2 separate regions of the Mus musculus genome follow, and region 2 is linked to region 1. A link is a contact called in public Hi-C data. All regions are on one chromosome and are shown on one strand. The core of a region is the stretch at or near the end of the contact, and the rest is flanking DNA. Distances in the headings are between cores, read along the strand shown.

Region 1 (7,516 bases), core at 3,138-5,637:
ATATCCATGATAATTTCCCAGAGTCCTTAAACAAACTTAGAATATTTTAAAGGCTCTCTGTAACTAATTTTGTTGGTTGTTTCCAGAGTCTCCCTATTAGAAGCATGGCCTCATCTTTTTAAACCACTGTGTGTGTTTGCATGTGTGTGAGTGGGTGAGCGTGTGAGTATGTGTGAATATGTGAATGTGTGTACATGTATGTGTGTGAAAGAGTGTGTATGCATCTGTGAGTGTGTGCATGTGAGTGTGTGTGACTGTATGAGTGTGCATCTGAGTGTGAGTGCATGCATGTGTGTGTGTGAGTATGTGTGAGACTGTGTGAGTGTGTGTGTGCATGTGAGTATGTGTGACTGTGTGAGTGTGTTGTGAGTATGAGTGTGTGAGCATGTGTGAGTGTGAATGTTTGTATATGTACGTGTGTGAAAGAGTGTATATGCATGTGTGAGTGTGTGTATGAGAAAGTGTCCATGTGTGAGAGTGTGTGCATGTGTATAGTGTGTAGTGTGTGTGAGCACATGCGAGTGTGTGAATGGGTGTGCATGTATGAGTATATGAGAGAGTGTGTATGCATGTGTGAGTGTGTGTGTGTGTGAGAGAGTGAGTCTCTCTCTCTCTCTCTCACACACACACACACACACACACACACACACACACACACACCTATCTTTAGGATTGTATGGAACAGTTTTAGCATGTCTTCAGAGCAGCGGTCTTGTGAGTTTAATTTATGCTTGAATTGACAAGGAATAATTTTTTTGTTCACTTTTCTCAATCTTCTTCACATCTCATTTCACAATAGTTGGGGTCAGATAGAGTTGACCACTTTTTTTTCCCATTTTTAATGAGTGTTCTTTTCTTTTGTGAATTGCCCGTTTATCGTCTTCACTTAGTCTCCGAAGGCACGTCTTCTATGTTTTGCTTTTCTCTAGTTCTCCTCTTGATGTTTGTGAGACAGGGTCTCAAAATTTAGAACCCATCTGGTTAATATACTAAACTTCTCCTTTCAGTCAGCCCCCTTGAAGTTTCTAGAAAATTCTCATGTAATCTGCTGATGCTTTTGTCTTATACCTTCCAACAGGTATTGCCCTTGTTTGGGTGAAGAACTGATTATAGCGGGAGATGGAGCAGGGGACATATCAAGAGCGTATGACAGCATATGACAGAAGACACAGCGTGTTCCTAGGAGGAGGCCCTGGAGGGCCTGTAGTCTGTGTGGGAGACTGAGATAGACCCTAGGAAGACCTTCTGGGAGACAGGAGAGGGAGGATAAAGCAAAAACGCAGTAAGCTTAACTGCTGTTGAAAAGCATAAAAATAACACGTCCTCCTCTCATTTTAAATGTTCCAATGAATTTCTCTTTGAGCTTTCATGTATAGGTGGAAGTGAGATTAACTTTCTAACTCTTGGTGTGGATGGATTTAAACTTGATTTCTAGAGTGGACTTAGGGTTAAGGAAAGGCTGGACGAGGGACCGGAGAGACGGCTCAGCCCTTACAAACGCTTGCTGCTTTTGTAGAGGACAGGGTTCACCGACCAGCACACACATCAGGTAGGTCACAGTCATGGGTAACTCCAGTTCCAGATATCCCATGTCCTCTTGGCCTCTGAGGACACCAGGGCACACTGGTGCACATAGAGACAGGAAGGCACTCACATAACACATTTATAGAATCTACTTTTTCTGTTTCTTCCTGGTTTTGGTTTTGGCTGTTGTTTTGAGCCGGTCTCACACTAAATCTCATGCATAGACAGTCTAGAACTTTATATGTAGTTCTGACTGGCCTCAAACTCATAGTGATCCTCCTGCCTCAGCCTCTTGGGTGCCATCGTGTCCAGCTCAAAGTCCAGTTTTGAAAGGTTTATTAAAAAACAACAGGCATTCCTCCCATAGAAGATTTGAAATGGAGCAGGCATGGTAAGCCCCGGGGGGAGAGAACCACTTGGTGTGGGCAGAGGGACCTAGTGGCTTTAAGCCTATACTCCTGGTTCTGCTGTGAGCTCTTTTCCACGTGCTGTGAGGGATGAAGTTCTTCTCGCCGTGGGCCGAGCTGTCATGGAAGGCTCTTAGGAGAATGGCCCCAGCACTGACTGACGGGTTCCTTTAACTCCTAGTAACTTTTAAAAATTGTGTGAATATGTACGTAATATAAAATAAAACTTGCCATATCTATAGTCATCTCAGCCTGGTCTGGAACTCATTATTAGTTCTGGCTAGCCCCGAACTCTCAGTGACTCTCCTGTCTTTGCAGGTCCAGTATTGGGTTTGCAGGCGTGAGCTACCATGCCTGGCTCAGAATTTCCATTGTTTTTGTGTGTGAGTGCATGCATGCGTGCGTGCGTGCGTGCGTGCGTGCGTGCGTGCGTGCGTGCGTGCGTGCGTGCGTGCGTGCGTGCGTGTGTGTGTGTGTGTGTGTGTGTGTGTATAGGGTATAACATAAATCAAGTGATTGTGAAAGCCAGAGGGAACTGGAGCCCCTGGACCTGGAGTTTCAGGACTTTCTGAGCCTCCTTAAGTAGATGCTGAGAACTGAACTGTAGTCCCCTGGAAGAGCAGCCAGTGCTGTCAACCACAGGTCAGAATTTCTTAATGTAAACCATTTCCCTAAGTTTGACTTCAAGCTTGAGATAATTGTGTGTTGAACTATACATTTTAATTAATATTCAATCTCACCACATCACTGGCATATTCTTAGAATTTATTTTGTGTCTGGTCAATTTATTAAACCTTTATTTCTGTCTTTTTAAAACAAATCCCTTGACTTTCCTAGAAAATTATCATAGAATCCTCCAATACTTATGTCTTGAACATTTCAATAATTGTGTGTCAAATTATTTCTTAATACAACTTTATCAATCACATTCTTCAGGAAAGACATTCAATAGTGTTGGCCAACAATGCTTTTAATTTTGTCTTTATTTTTGGATTTTTATGGAACTGTTGTTAAGATTTTATAAGTCTGATTTTATGTGGTGATTTGAAAGAGATATCTTTCGCTTTATTTTGGAAGTTAACTTTCATCTTAAGTTTATTAAGAATGTGTTATGATCCACTGATAAATTTCTCCTGGACTGCCTGTCACTGCTTTTTAGATTAACATGATAAAGACTGCAGCTTTCTTCTGGTTGATGTTTGTATTTTAAAGTTCATTCGCTGGAGCTATGGTGCTAGTAATTTTTAGAAAGTGATCCGTTTTGTTTTAAATGTGAAACCTCACATGTAAATTGCTCACCGACTGTCTTATGCCTGTGGAGGATCCAGCAGGCGCTGTGAACAGCTCCGACCTAGTCTTCTCCTTGATGGACTTAACAGGCCAGGGAGGAAGCCAGAGGAAAGTGAGGTTGTAAGAATTCTGGGAAGTGTTTTAGTTGGTCAGGATTCTCTGCCGCAGAACAAAGCTTCAATTTCCTCTCTGCATTTATGCGACGTATATGAAATGTGTGTATGTTTGTGCATAGATGCGATGTATATATATGTGCATATATGAATGTGTGTAAGTATGCGTGTGTGATATGTGTGAGAGAGAGAGAGAGTGTGTGTGTATATCAATGTGTGCAGGTGGACCTGAACATGTGTATGTGAGCGTGTCTGTGGGGGTCAGAGGTCGACTTGGATATCTTTCCTCAGGTGCTGTCCACTTTTATTTTTGAGACAGTGTCTGTCAGCAACCTGAAGCTTGCCACATGGTTTCCTGTGTCAGGCTACTGGGTCCTAGGGGTCATTCTGATTCTGCCTTATAAACACGGCGACCTGAGTTTCATCCCCAGTGTTTACATTAAAAAATAATCCTCCTGTAACGGTGCATGCATGTAACTGGAGTGCTGGAAATCAGGAGACAGGAGGACACACACACACACGCACGCACGCGTGCGCGCGCGCGCACACACACACACACACACACACACACACACACACACATCCCTCTGTTCCCCTACACAATCAGGAGACAGCATCATATATTATAAATTTAGGAATTAATTGTTGAAAGAAAAAAAATCTCCCCTTTAAAAGCTGACTAGTGTTTGTCTTTGTGTGTTTGTGTTGTATGTGTGTGTGTGTGTGTGTGTGTGTGTGTGTCTGAGAAGATAATCTTGGTTAGTGGTCCTCATCCCTGCCTTGTTTGAGATGGGCTTCTTGTTCACTGCTGGGTAGGCCAGCCTAGCTGGCCTGTGAAATTCCAGGAATTCTCCTTGCCCACTATAGAAGTACTGGGCGAGTGCACACATGCGCACATGGACACACACACACACACACACTGCTGCGTCCAGCTTTGTGTGGGTCCTGGAGGTGAGGACTCAGGTCTTCCTGCTTGCAAGGCAAACATCTTTACCACTGAAAGCTGCCTCCCCAGCCCCAGAGCCGGCTGTTAGTGCTAGTCTAGGGCCTAGAAGACTGTGCCGAGTATCCCGGGGTATCCCAGGAAGAAACCTGGGTCCTCGCTTTTCAGAAACCAGGCCAAGTATAAACATTCTCCAGGTGGCAGAAATTCAAGTTTCTGGGTGATAAAAATCAAATCAAAAACAAATAAGGGTCACTTCCAGTATGGGAGTCTTCATACTGGGCCACAGAGCCACGAGTAAAAGAATTTCTGATGGAAGAGTTTGGCGGAAGGACTGAGGGAGCGGGAGGGGTCGAGGACACCACAAGAAGATCTACAGAGTAAACTAAGCTGGGCCCCTGGGGGGCTCCCAGAGACTGAACCACCAACCAGAGAGCATGCAGGGCTGGGCCTAGCTTATGTAGCAGGGGTGCAGCTTGGTCTTCACCCGAGTCCCCTAACAATGGGAGTGGGGACTGTTTCTGACTCTGTTGCCTGCCTTTGGATCCTTTTCCCTTAGTGAGGCTGCCTTGTCTGGCCTCAGTGGGGAAAGATGCTCTTAGTCCTGCTGTGATTTAATGTGCCAGGGTGGGGTGGTACTCAGAGAAGGGAAGAGAAGGAGGAGGGAGCACGGTGGGACTGGGAGGGGAGGAGGGACGGGGAGTGCAGCCAGGCTGTAAAGTGAATAAATAAATAAACTAAAGGAAATATATAAAAAAGAATTTCTTTGGACATTTCATATATGTGTACAAAGTATTTTGATTATATTCATTTACCACCATGCCTCCTCCCCCCCCACCCCGTGTCCTCTGATCCTGTCTGTCTCCTAACATAGCATCCTTGATTTCTTTTTGGGTTATATATTTAAGGTGTATTTTGTTCTTAGTTTTGGGCATGGGCGTGTCTGTGCAGGGCCATGTGCGTGCCAATGCAGGTGCCCGCAGCGGCCAGCAGAGGGCATCAGCTCATCTGAAGCTGGAGTTAGTGGTTGTGAGCAGCCTGATTTGGGTGCTAGGAACTGAATTCTGTTCTCTGCAAGAGCAGCAATCGTTGTTAACCACTGGGTCACCTTTCCAGGCTCCCCTTTGGTTACTAATGAACCCCCAAATTCTATTAGTGGTTTCCATAAACACTTGGGTGTAGGACCATCCACTGGGGCACGGGGAGACGACCAAGCCAGTGACAGTCATCACGTGCCAATAGTTTCTCTGCTGAGGGTGGAGCCTTGTCTGCCTATCCTTCGTTTATGCTGGAATTTGCACTGGTTTGAATTTGTGAAGGTAGGCACCAGCCTTCTTTCCCCCACTTCCCAATGAGGGAAAGGACTTATTGCTTTTTACCATCCCTGGCTAGTGAGCCACCCTGTCCGTGTGATTCAGTAACGCACATCTGGGCAGAGCAATCCGTTGCAAATGCCTTTCCCCAAGCACCTGTTTCCTGTAAATAAAGGAGGTTCTCACAAACACAGCACGGCCACAGCACCCTGTCAACTCGCATCCCTCCACAGACACAGACAGGATCGTCTTTGAGAAAAAGATGAGCTGTCTCCAGATGTCCCCTCCCTAGAACAGCGCCTTAAAAACAGAAATGGGTTTCAAAGATTATGAATGTGTCACAGAAAAACTCGGTAAGGTCTCGCAGCTGGTCACAAAGCCAGCGACACGGAAATCACTTCTCGATGTTGGGAGGAAGGCTGCCTGAAGCCCGCAGGGTAAGAAGGGGAGGGCTGTGCACACCTGCTCCATTGCTGATGTGCTGTGCTGTGCCTGCAGACGTTCCTGCACACATCACCGTGAAGGAACTACCAGTCTCTCTGGGATGATAATACCATATGAGCTTCGGTCACAGATGAAACATGGCCAGGGTTATATCCATGACTGGGTTGGTCTGACTACAGAATAACATCATCCATTCTTATATAAACATCATAGCCTCATGAAGTATGTGCATACAGACCCACGAGGCTTTAAATGGCAACGCAGATCAAGGGTGCGGCTTACAACTGTTGATTAATTAACAGGCAAACGCTGTGATTTGAATAAGAAATTATGGCTTCCAGTTTAGTGTTTTTAGGGGTTCCTGAGTGGGTCCCTAGTTCTCGTGCTTTCTCTTGGGCCCTTTTCCTTCTGTTTGTTTGTCTTCTCCAATTTCAGTGGCTAGTTCCTGTTTTATCTTACTACATTTTATTTTGTTATATTTTAAATGAAAACCCAGCCACTAGGGTAAAGGTTAACAACTGAGCTGTCACGTACACCTGCTGGAGAGGGGAAAATCAGTTTTCTCCAATAGGGTGACACTGGGTAGGTCAACCACTCCAGAACAGGCCTTAAAATCAGAAGTGCTGACCAACATAGAATGGATTCCACAGATGTGTGTGTGTGTGTGTTTATTTCATTACATTTTTTTCTTTTGGCATATGGTTTTATGTTGTTTTCTTGGTTTGGGGGGAATTTATGTTGTATTGGCTTTTTGTTTTTAGAGAAAGAACTTTAAGTTGGGTGGTTAGGGAAGGGGAGAGGAATTATGGAGGGAAATTATGATCAAAGTGTATTTCAATTTAAAATTTGTTTTAAATTATCTATATTTATTCCTATCTATCTATCTATCTATCTATCTATCTATCTATCTATCTATCTATCTATCTATCTATCAGAAATGTCTCCCAGAGACTCATGTATTTGAATGCTTGGTCCTCAGTTCATGGACCTGTTTGAGACTTTTGGAGCCTTTATAGTGTGACACCTTGCTGGAGGAAGTATGCTTTGGGGGTGGGTTTTGAAGTTGCATAACCTCACTGCACTTCCTGTCCTTTCTTTCTTTCTCTTCCCGACTGTGAGGCCAGCTTCATTCTCCTGCTGCCGTGTTTTCTCTGCTGTGATAGACTGTCCCGTTTGTAACCATAAGCCCAAGTGCACCTTTCTTCCCTGTGCCTCTCTTTTTAGAGTATTCTATTTCAGCAAGAAAAAAGAAATCAATCAGGCGTTGAGAGGTTTTTGTGAACTAGATTAACCAAGAAAGAGGCCAGGGCCCTGGGCAGGCACTCAGAAAATTGGGGAACGTGTGGGAGTCAGGGAGAGGACATAGTGATTGTAAGTACACCAGCGTGGTTTCAAACACAAGAAGAGTGAGGATGTGTGGGAACAGAGAGAGTAAGGGCCTGTTTATGTTTACACAACATAGTTCTGACGTGATATCAAGTG
Region 2 (7,923 bases), core at 4,268-6,767, 720 kb after region 1:
ACTGGAGTGTGATTCCTAGCACCTGTGTAAAAGCTGTGCATGACAGTACCTACCTGAAATCCATGTCCCTGGAGCTCACTGAACAGCTCGGTTAGCCAATGGCCTCCTGACTCAGTGAGAAAACTAAGGTGGAGAAAGACCGCTGAAAAGATCTGACACCGATTTTTAGATTCTATGCATGCCCGCCTGTATGAACACAAACATGTCCTTTCTCTGTACAAGCCCACAGTGCTATTGATAAGCAAACAGGCCCTTACTCTCTGCAGTCCAACTGCTGTCCTTTTCTGGCCTTCCTCTCCTTCCATAGATGCAGACACAGTGAAGGTGGGAAATATATTTGCAGCCCTTCTTCTAGGCCGGGGAGCTACCTGGGTTTTTCATTCGTCTTGGGGTTGGTTCTTTGTAGAAGAAACTAGCAGTCCCGACTTGGAGAGGAGAAAGCTGAGACAAGGGCTGGCTCGTGGACCAAATGCTCAGAGCCTCCCTTCCCCCCACAGGGCACTAGCCAGAACCCAGCATGTGTCAATCGTTTCCTAGGAACTGGGCAGTTTGTGTGGTGAGAGATCCTTCACACGGTTGCCTCATTTAAGATACTCGCAACCCCACATGGTACGTGCCGCCCTTATCCTTGTTTTATAGAGAAGAGGACCTCAGAGCAGTTGATTACTCTTGGAAAGTACTGTGAGTAGAAAATTCTGGGGGTTTCTTATCCCTCATCTGCCGCCTGCCAGAATGGGGGAGGGGCCACACTGCTTACCTACTAGTCTATGTGACCATAAGCCTTGTTTGTATGCTTTGTCTCCTCATGCCAGTGGCTCAGTTGTTGGCACTGTCCAGCCCGGGACAGTCAGGCATCCCTGGGGCTCCTGTCACTGACTCTTGACTCTCCGGATTTCTAACTGCATGGTGGAGCTGCCCCCTTCCCCAAGAGCTTCACTCCTCTATCTGCCTTTCAGCCCCATTTTTCCTTGACGTGATATCAACTTCTCGGAACATTAGAAAAGGCATTTATGAACCAGCAGCGATGAGAGCACTCACTCACATGGGAAAAGTCTACATCATTCTAACATCCATTCTATTGCCCTCCCCGCCCCGCCCTATTCTACAGTGCAGGAAAGTTGGAAGGCAAAGAACTCCTGGCAACCACTCAAATGCCCACCAGTAAATTGTAGGTAAATAACTCAAGAAGCAGCAATAACATCTAGCCACAGACAAGGGCTGGCAAGTGGCACCTGATGGCTGTTATTTAGGAGTGCTCGTCAGAAAGTTCTCCATCCCTTCCAAACCGATCAAGCCCGGAATATCTGTGTCAGAATGCAATTTCATTAGGAGTATGGTTGGGAGCAGCTGGCAGAAGCAAACTAGGTCTCCTAATATCTCCCCCGATCCTTTGCGTAACCTGAAGAGAAAGCCAAGAGGGTGAAGATGAAGATGAACTAAGTTAGGCCACACCCTTGGACACACAGCGCCACTGGGTAAAGAGGAGCTCTTCGTCAGGACGTGATAGAGTGATAGACCTCTCGCCATGCTTCCTGGAAGGGAAAGGACCCATTTCCTAGGCAGAGGCAGCCACCTGCAGGAAAGAGGAAGATGACAGTCCCCTTGTCCATGTGTCCTGAAGTGGGCAGTTCACCTTGATGAACAGTTCAGTGAAAAAGACATTGATTCATAGATAGAACCTTGATTTTAAAAAGACTGTGTGTGTGTGTGTGTGAGTGTGTGTGTGTGTGTGTGAGTGTGTGTGTGAGTGTATGTGTATATGTGTGAGTGTGTGTGTGTGTGTGAGTGTGTGTGTGTGTATGTGTGAGTGTGTGTGTGTGTGTGAGTGTGTGTGTGTGTGAGTGTGTGTGAATGTGTGTGAGTGTGTGTGTGTGTGTGAGAGAGAGAGAGAGAGAGAGAGTGTATTACTCCAAGGCTCTTCACAGAGCTTAATTCTGCCTAGCAGGAAGAATGACAAAGGGGGCCATGAATTGAACTCCTACTTCAGATATTTCTGCAGTGTTTTGATTTTCCTTTCTCTTTTTCTTGTTACTTTCATTAGGTACGTTTTCACTATGCACACTATCTCAAGTTTGCAAACCTGTGATCCTCCTGCCTCTGTCTTCAGAGTGCTGGGATTATTACTACGTCTCCAACAAGCTCAGCTTCAAGTTTCCATAGAAAGTGTTGGGGTTGGTTGTGACAATTAGGAGAAGAAAATCGAGAGGGGGGAAGGGGAAAGGGGAGGGAGGAGGAGGGAGAGGGAAAGGGACAGGGAGGAAGGAGAGAGGGAGAGAGGGAGGGAGGGGAGAGGAAGAGGGAGAGAGGGAGAGGGGGAGGAGAGAGGGGAAGGGAGAGGGAGAGAAAGAGGGAAAGGGAGAGAGAGGGAAAACAAATGGATAATTATGCTCTCTGAGAAGCTGTCTGGAAATAATAAAGGCAACAGCAATGGAAGTATTAGAAGCTGGTATTTACTACATGTGGTGTGCTCGCCAGCCTCTGCCAGGCACATTATCCAAACCGAGTCATTAAATCCTCACAACAACCCGTGAGGTGTGGATTATGGCTATGCCCAATTTACAGAGGAGGGCCAGGCCCCAAGACTTGGCTTTAAGTAACTTTGCCCGGGGTCACTAAACAGTTACCCAAGACTTCCATTTAAAATTAAATGGTTGATGAAAGATACAAGGGCTTTGCTGTGTGTGAAACAGAGCAAAGCGAACCAGGAATTCCCCAGACACCCCCTAGGGGCCCCCACTCCATTACGTACAGTACAGTCAGTCTGGGACCACAAAACTTGCAGAGGCAGCTAGAAATGTCTGAAGGTCTTGTAAAGCAAGAGGAGGGGAACTTAAAAACAAAGTCTCTATCTCATGTATGAAAACACTAGAAAGTTTAGGGCTCACAAAAAAATCTGCTCCATTTCATCTAACACTCATAAAGGCTATCCAGTGGGGCACATGAAAGAATACCAAGAATGTCTTTAAAGCTGAGAGACTTGTCTTTCCAGCTAGTTAGGAGGCTGAGGCAGGGGATGCTGAGTTCAAGTCCCTCCGTACCCAAGCTCTAGTGTAAGTTCAAGGCCAATTTGGGCAACTTATCGAGCCTCTATCTCAAAGTGAAAGGGACAAAGGGGTCTAGCACCGTAGTGGAGTGTTTGCTTATCACTCCGGAGACCCTGAGTTTAATTATAGACACCCCAAAAGAACCCTTTGATATTTATGGTAGGGAGACTCCACAAAGGCAAACCTGAGAAGTTCTCATGTCTCAAGGAAGGCCAGCCCCGCCTAGGCCGCCCACATTTAAACTCTCTTCATAGGTGAGCTTGCTGGTGAGCCTGGGCTCCCTCGGGGTCACAGAGGTGCTGTTTGCATGGGGACCTGACTCATCCACAGGCTCTCTTTCCATTGCCACCTTCCCAGAATCCCCCACACAGAGCCCCTGGGCTTCAAGTAGGAAATGCAAGGGACATGACTTTGCAGTAATTTAAAGCCTTACATAAGCATAAGCATTGATGAGACTCTGGCCGGCTCTTAAACTGCTTTGCTGGTTTAAAGAAAATAAAAAACCCCATTTGAAGAGATTTCCATTCCTGTCATACGGTTTCTGTCATGGTGATTCTGTCATGGGCTCTGGCTAATGAAGGCTGTGGCTAATTATGCTAACCAAGTCTGTCTAGAACATTCTTTCTTGTAGTTATCTCCTTCACTAGTGCACAGCGCAAGATGGAGGCATCATGGTCATGGGTCCTCTTATTTTATCCCCACCCCCAAGGAGAATCCTGAAATATTAGGATGCATTTCGTTGCGGGGGAGGGCAGACTTGTACAATTATCAGCATTCTTTGTAGTCAAGAGTCAGAAAGCCCAGCTTAACTTGGGCTAAGGATGCTTATATATTCTTTCTGAAGGGCCAACAGTGGACTTCTCTGAATTAACCTGGAAACAGGTCATCTGGAGGAAGGGCACGTGAATTTGCTAATGGGTGTGTGTGTGGAGAGCAACGTGATTCACTCACGAGACCTAAGGGAGGGCCGCGTGGTTGAAGCTGAAAAACATCTTTTCCATGTAAGGGAGGTGGGAGCTGTAGGTGGGTTCTCAGGAGCAGGTTTTGTAATGACCTTCAGGGGGGGGGGAGTTGACCCTGAGAGCCTGGGACATCTCCTCTGAGCTGAAAGTGAGGTGTGCGGATTTCGGTCTGTTCCTTTGGCAGAGGCTTTCAAGCTTCCTTGGTAAATGAATTTCAGGAACTGAGGAGCCCAGTGGGCAGACCTGATCCTCAGACAAAGGGGTCAGTCACTTCAGGGAGACCCACCCTCTGCCTTTACTGCTCTCTAGATAGAGGTTGAAAGCCATACTTTCACCACCAACTGGGGGCGAGTGGGTAAGTGCACGTGTGTGTACAGATGCACACGCATGTGTTTGTGTTCACACAGAGCCCAGGGATAAACCTCGGCTTTTATTTTTCAGGCATCCTTTATTTTATTATTTTATCATTTTATTTTATTTTATTTTATCTTACTTTATTTTATTTTATTTCATTTTTGAGACAGGCTCTCTCTGTGGCCTGGAGTTTGCCATTTGGCTGGGCTGTTTTACATTTATGATCTGAGCTATCTCTCTAGCTTGGGGCATCTTTGTTCTAAGCCACAACACTGGTGAAAGGAGCCTTTATCAGTCTTTGACTTGAGGGATGAGGAGGTGACATTGGACTCAGGATTTGCCTGCTCTTTCCTTCATTCTGGTTTTAATCGCAAAAGACTCTGCTTCATGGAAGTGGACCCGACTACATTCTACACCTTCCTGTCCTTGTGGTCCAAACTAATGGTGCTGAATTGAGGAGCTATAAGAATCTCCAGAAAGTGGAAAAAGTAGAGCACAGAGAAGCAGGCTTTGTGGTTTGAATGTGAAGTGTCGTCCACAGGCTCCGGTACCCCAACATTCAGCCCCCTATTGGTGATGTCATTGGGGGAGGCTGTGAAACCCCTCTCTGCCTCAGACAGCAGACACAATGTCACCAGCCAACCTCACACTGTTGCTACACGACTCTTCCACCATGGTGGACTGTGCCACTCTAAACAAACCATGATCAAAACAAACTCTTCCTCAAAGTCCTACTTTGATTCTCTCTGTCACTATGGCAAACATCACCACCAGAACCAACCTGGGGAGGAGGGGGCTTATTTCATCTTACAAGTTAGAGTCCATAACCAGGGGAAGTCAGGGCAGGAGCTCAGATAGGAACCTGGAGGCAGAAACTTATACAGAGGCCACGAAGGAGCTCATCTTACTGACTAGATTCCCATGGCTTGCTTTGCTACCTTTTTATACAGCCCACCTGCATAGGGACAGCAATGCCCAGAGTGGGCTTTGCCCTCCCATATCAATTAGTAAATAATAGAATACCTCACAAATGTGGCCACAGACCAATCTGGTGGAGGCAGTTTCTCAGTCGAGGTTTCTTCTTCCCAGCAGTATCAAGTTAACACGCGACACTAACCACGACCCTCTCTTAAGTTGTTTCTTGTGCTTAGTTGCAGTGACAAGAGTCAAAACAGACAGCATAGTATCCTATCTCTGACTCCTACGAGGCATGTGTTGTCCTGCCCTAAGCAAGCCCTTCCACTGTGGGCAGGGCTAACCCTCCACAGGTCTTCCCCACCATGATGGTCTAAACCATCCCTGGAACCACAAGCCAAAATCGACTCTCTGTCCTAGGTTTCTGTGACATATTTCTGTCACAGCCATGAGACGTGTAATGAGCCACAGCCTAGGTTCAGAGCATCAGGAAGGGAAGGAATGATATTTCCCACCAAAGACTCTATAGCCTTATCAACATCAGATCAAGAGCCCATTTCTGGGCATTTACCATGGCTAGAGAGGTTAGAATAGCTGCTCCTGGACTTCAATGTTCTGCTTGTCATGTGGACAGAGAAGGCTTAGTCCCCCGAGTCCTGTGGAGCGAGCCCCACTCCATAAGAAAATCCAAACCCGGGTGCCATGAATGAGAGCAAGAGCAGCAGGCACTGGGGAAAGAGAGACAGAGATGCCTCCTGCTCAGTCTCATTAATACCGAGGAAGCTAAAACTTGACTTCCATTCTGTTAGAAAGTTTCACCATGCCTTACAAATGAAAACTTTTAAATGAATTTTCAAATGGCTCCAAGCCTGCCCATCTTGGGCTTTAAGACTTTGGAGAACACTGGTGGGAAATTTTGTTATCGTTCTCTTAAATGCATGCAAATTTGTACCTTTTGGCTCCCTCTCTGAAGAAACATGACAATTTGGAGCCTGAATTAGTCCTGAAGAGAAGCTGGTCCCCGAATGCCTTCTGTGGCCGCACCTGGGCGCTTCAGCACAGCTAAGCAACACGGGCATTCAGCACCCGGCAAGGCTGAGCCAGGCTGACTGCACAGCCGTTAAACCCACGGCAGGAAAAGTGTTTAAACTTTAATTAATCAGTCAATAAGGAAAATTGAGCTCTGTAGCACCAGCGAAGCCTGCACCCCGCTCACTGCCCCACCCTGTTCCATGTACATACTCTACACACACACACATCCCACACACGGATAATTCAATGAAGATGCGTTTCCTATAGGAACAGCTTGTGTTTGGGATACCATTAAGAATTTAATCAACAAAATAATTGGACTTTTTCCTGGAATTTCATGCAAGTGAACACTGACAATCCAACCTCAGTGGTTGTGATGGCAAGTCTCATGTCAGACCGAAAGGGCACCTGAAAAATAAAAAGGCAAAAGATACCACCGTGTTACCCTGACTTCACAAGGCGGGTTGACCTCTGGCAGCATGTCCAGCCTGGCTTCAGAATAGCTTTCGTTTACCTTGCATGACAGGATGATTTAATTCAACAGATATTTCTGACTGCTTCTTAAAGGTAGAGCATCATACTGGATAGAACCTAGTACAGGCTAGGGAAGCCCTGTGTATGGCTAATCTGGGGTCTTAGCCTGTGCTTTCTTCAAGAAGACACAGTGAAGCATGATGATATAAAGTCAGACACAGCAAGTGGCGGTGGCAGTTGGCATTCTGCTGCTACGGCAGAGCACCTGGGATAATCAGATAAAAGGAAGAAACATTTGCCTTGGTGACTGATGGTTTCAGAGGTTTGAGCCCGCTGCCCCTTGGCCCTGTTGCCTTTGGGCCCACAGGGAAGTGGTAAGTCACATCGGGAGCATATGTTGTGGTAAAGCTGCTCACGTCGTGATGGCCAGGAAGCAAAGCCAGAGACAGGAAGAGGACACGGTACCAATATTCCCATCATTGGCATACCCGTGTGACTTAACTTTCTTCTAGTAAGCCCTACTTCTAAGATACCACCAGCTCCCAAAAGCACTAGAGGCCAGCAGTGAAGCCTTTAGCATGTGATATCTTTGAATAACAAGGACTTCGGGTGTGTGTGATAGGCTAGAAAATTCAATCCAGGCCAGAGAGAAATCAGAATGATCCATGCCTTGCAAGCATAGGTGTGACCCAGCCTACTCATCTCAAATAACGCTGCACCGATCTCCCGTCTCCCCCTCTTCTTCCTCCTCATCTCTCTTCCCCCTCCTCTTCTCCTTCATCTCCCTTACCCTCCTCCTCCCTTTTCTCTTCCTCTCTCTCCTCTTCTGTCGGGTGTTCAGTCTCTCACAGGGGCGAGGAGCCCCACGATATGTCACTCTCGGCTTTGTCACCTGAAGAAGACAGCTCAGATGCTCGAGACTGCTTCAATCATTGTCTACCCATCAATCTTGTCTCCACACCATCATTTGGGTGGCTCTGCTTTGAGCTTGCTCCAATTTGTCTGCATCTTCCTGGGACTGAGTGGTCAGAAAGCACAACTGGGTTCCCATTCGGGAAGCTGGCTTTGTCCACGAGACTCTCTGCAGGGCTGTGGCAGAGATCACAGCAGCAGTCAGTCAGGCTCCAGTTCCAAAGAAGCCA

The links. A called contact is a pair of places that touch in the nucleus more often than the background predicts.
Region 2: a contact with region 1 is called in a Hi-C map of the P5424 cell line, with 2.2 times the contacts expected there. The contact joins two enhancer-like sites. A contact is called at or near these places in 1 of 39 promoter capture datasets (liver) and 8 of 484 Hi-C or Micro-C datasets (B cells, the P5424 cell line and embryonic stem cells).

What each region holds. Positions count from the first base shown.
Region 1 is chr2:169,117,809-169,125,324 of GRCm38.p6, forward strand. No RefSeq gene overlaps it. Among named protein-coding and RNA genes, the nearest start is that of Gm52536, 42 kb to the left of the region's middle. Within about 2 kb of position 4,388, at least 2 of the 459 cell types and tissues checked have an H3K27ac peak or open chromatin away from gene starts, as enhancers often do. A contact at or near this core is called in the P5424 cell line, where this site is marked.
Region 2 is chr2:169,841,119-169,849,041 of GRCm38.p6, forward strand. All of the region lies in intron 1 of Tshz2 (teashirt zinc finger family member 2), which reads left to right. Among named protein-coding and RNA genes, the nearest start is that of AY702102, 120 kb to the right of the region's middle. Within about 2 kb of position 5,518, at least 4 of the 459 cell types and tissues checked have an H3K27ac peak or open chromatin away from gene starts, as enhancers often do. A contact at or near this core is called in the P5424 cell line, where this site is marked.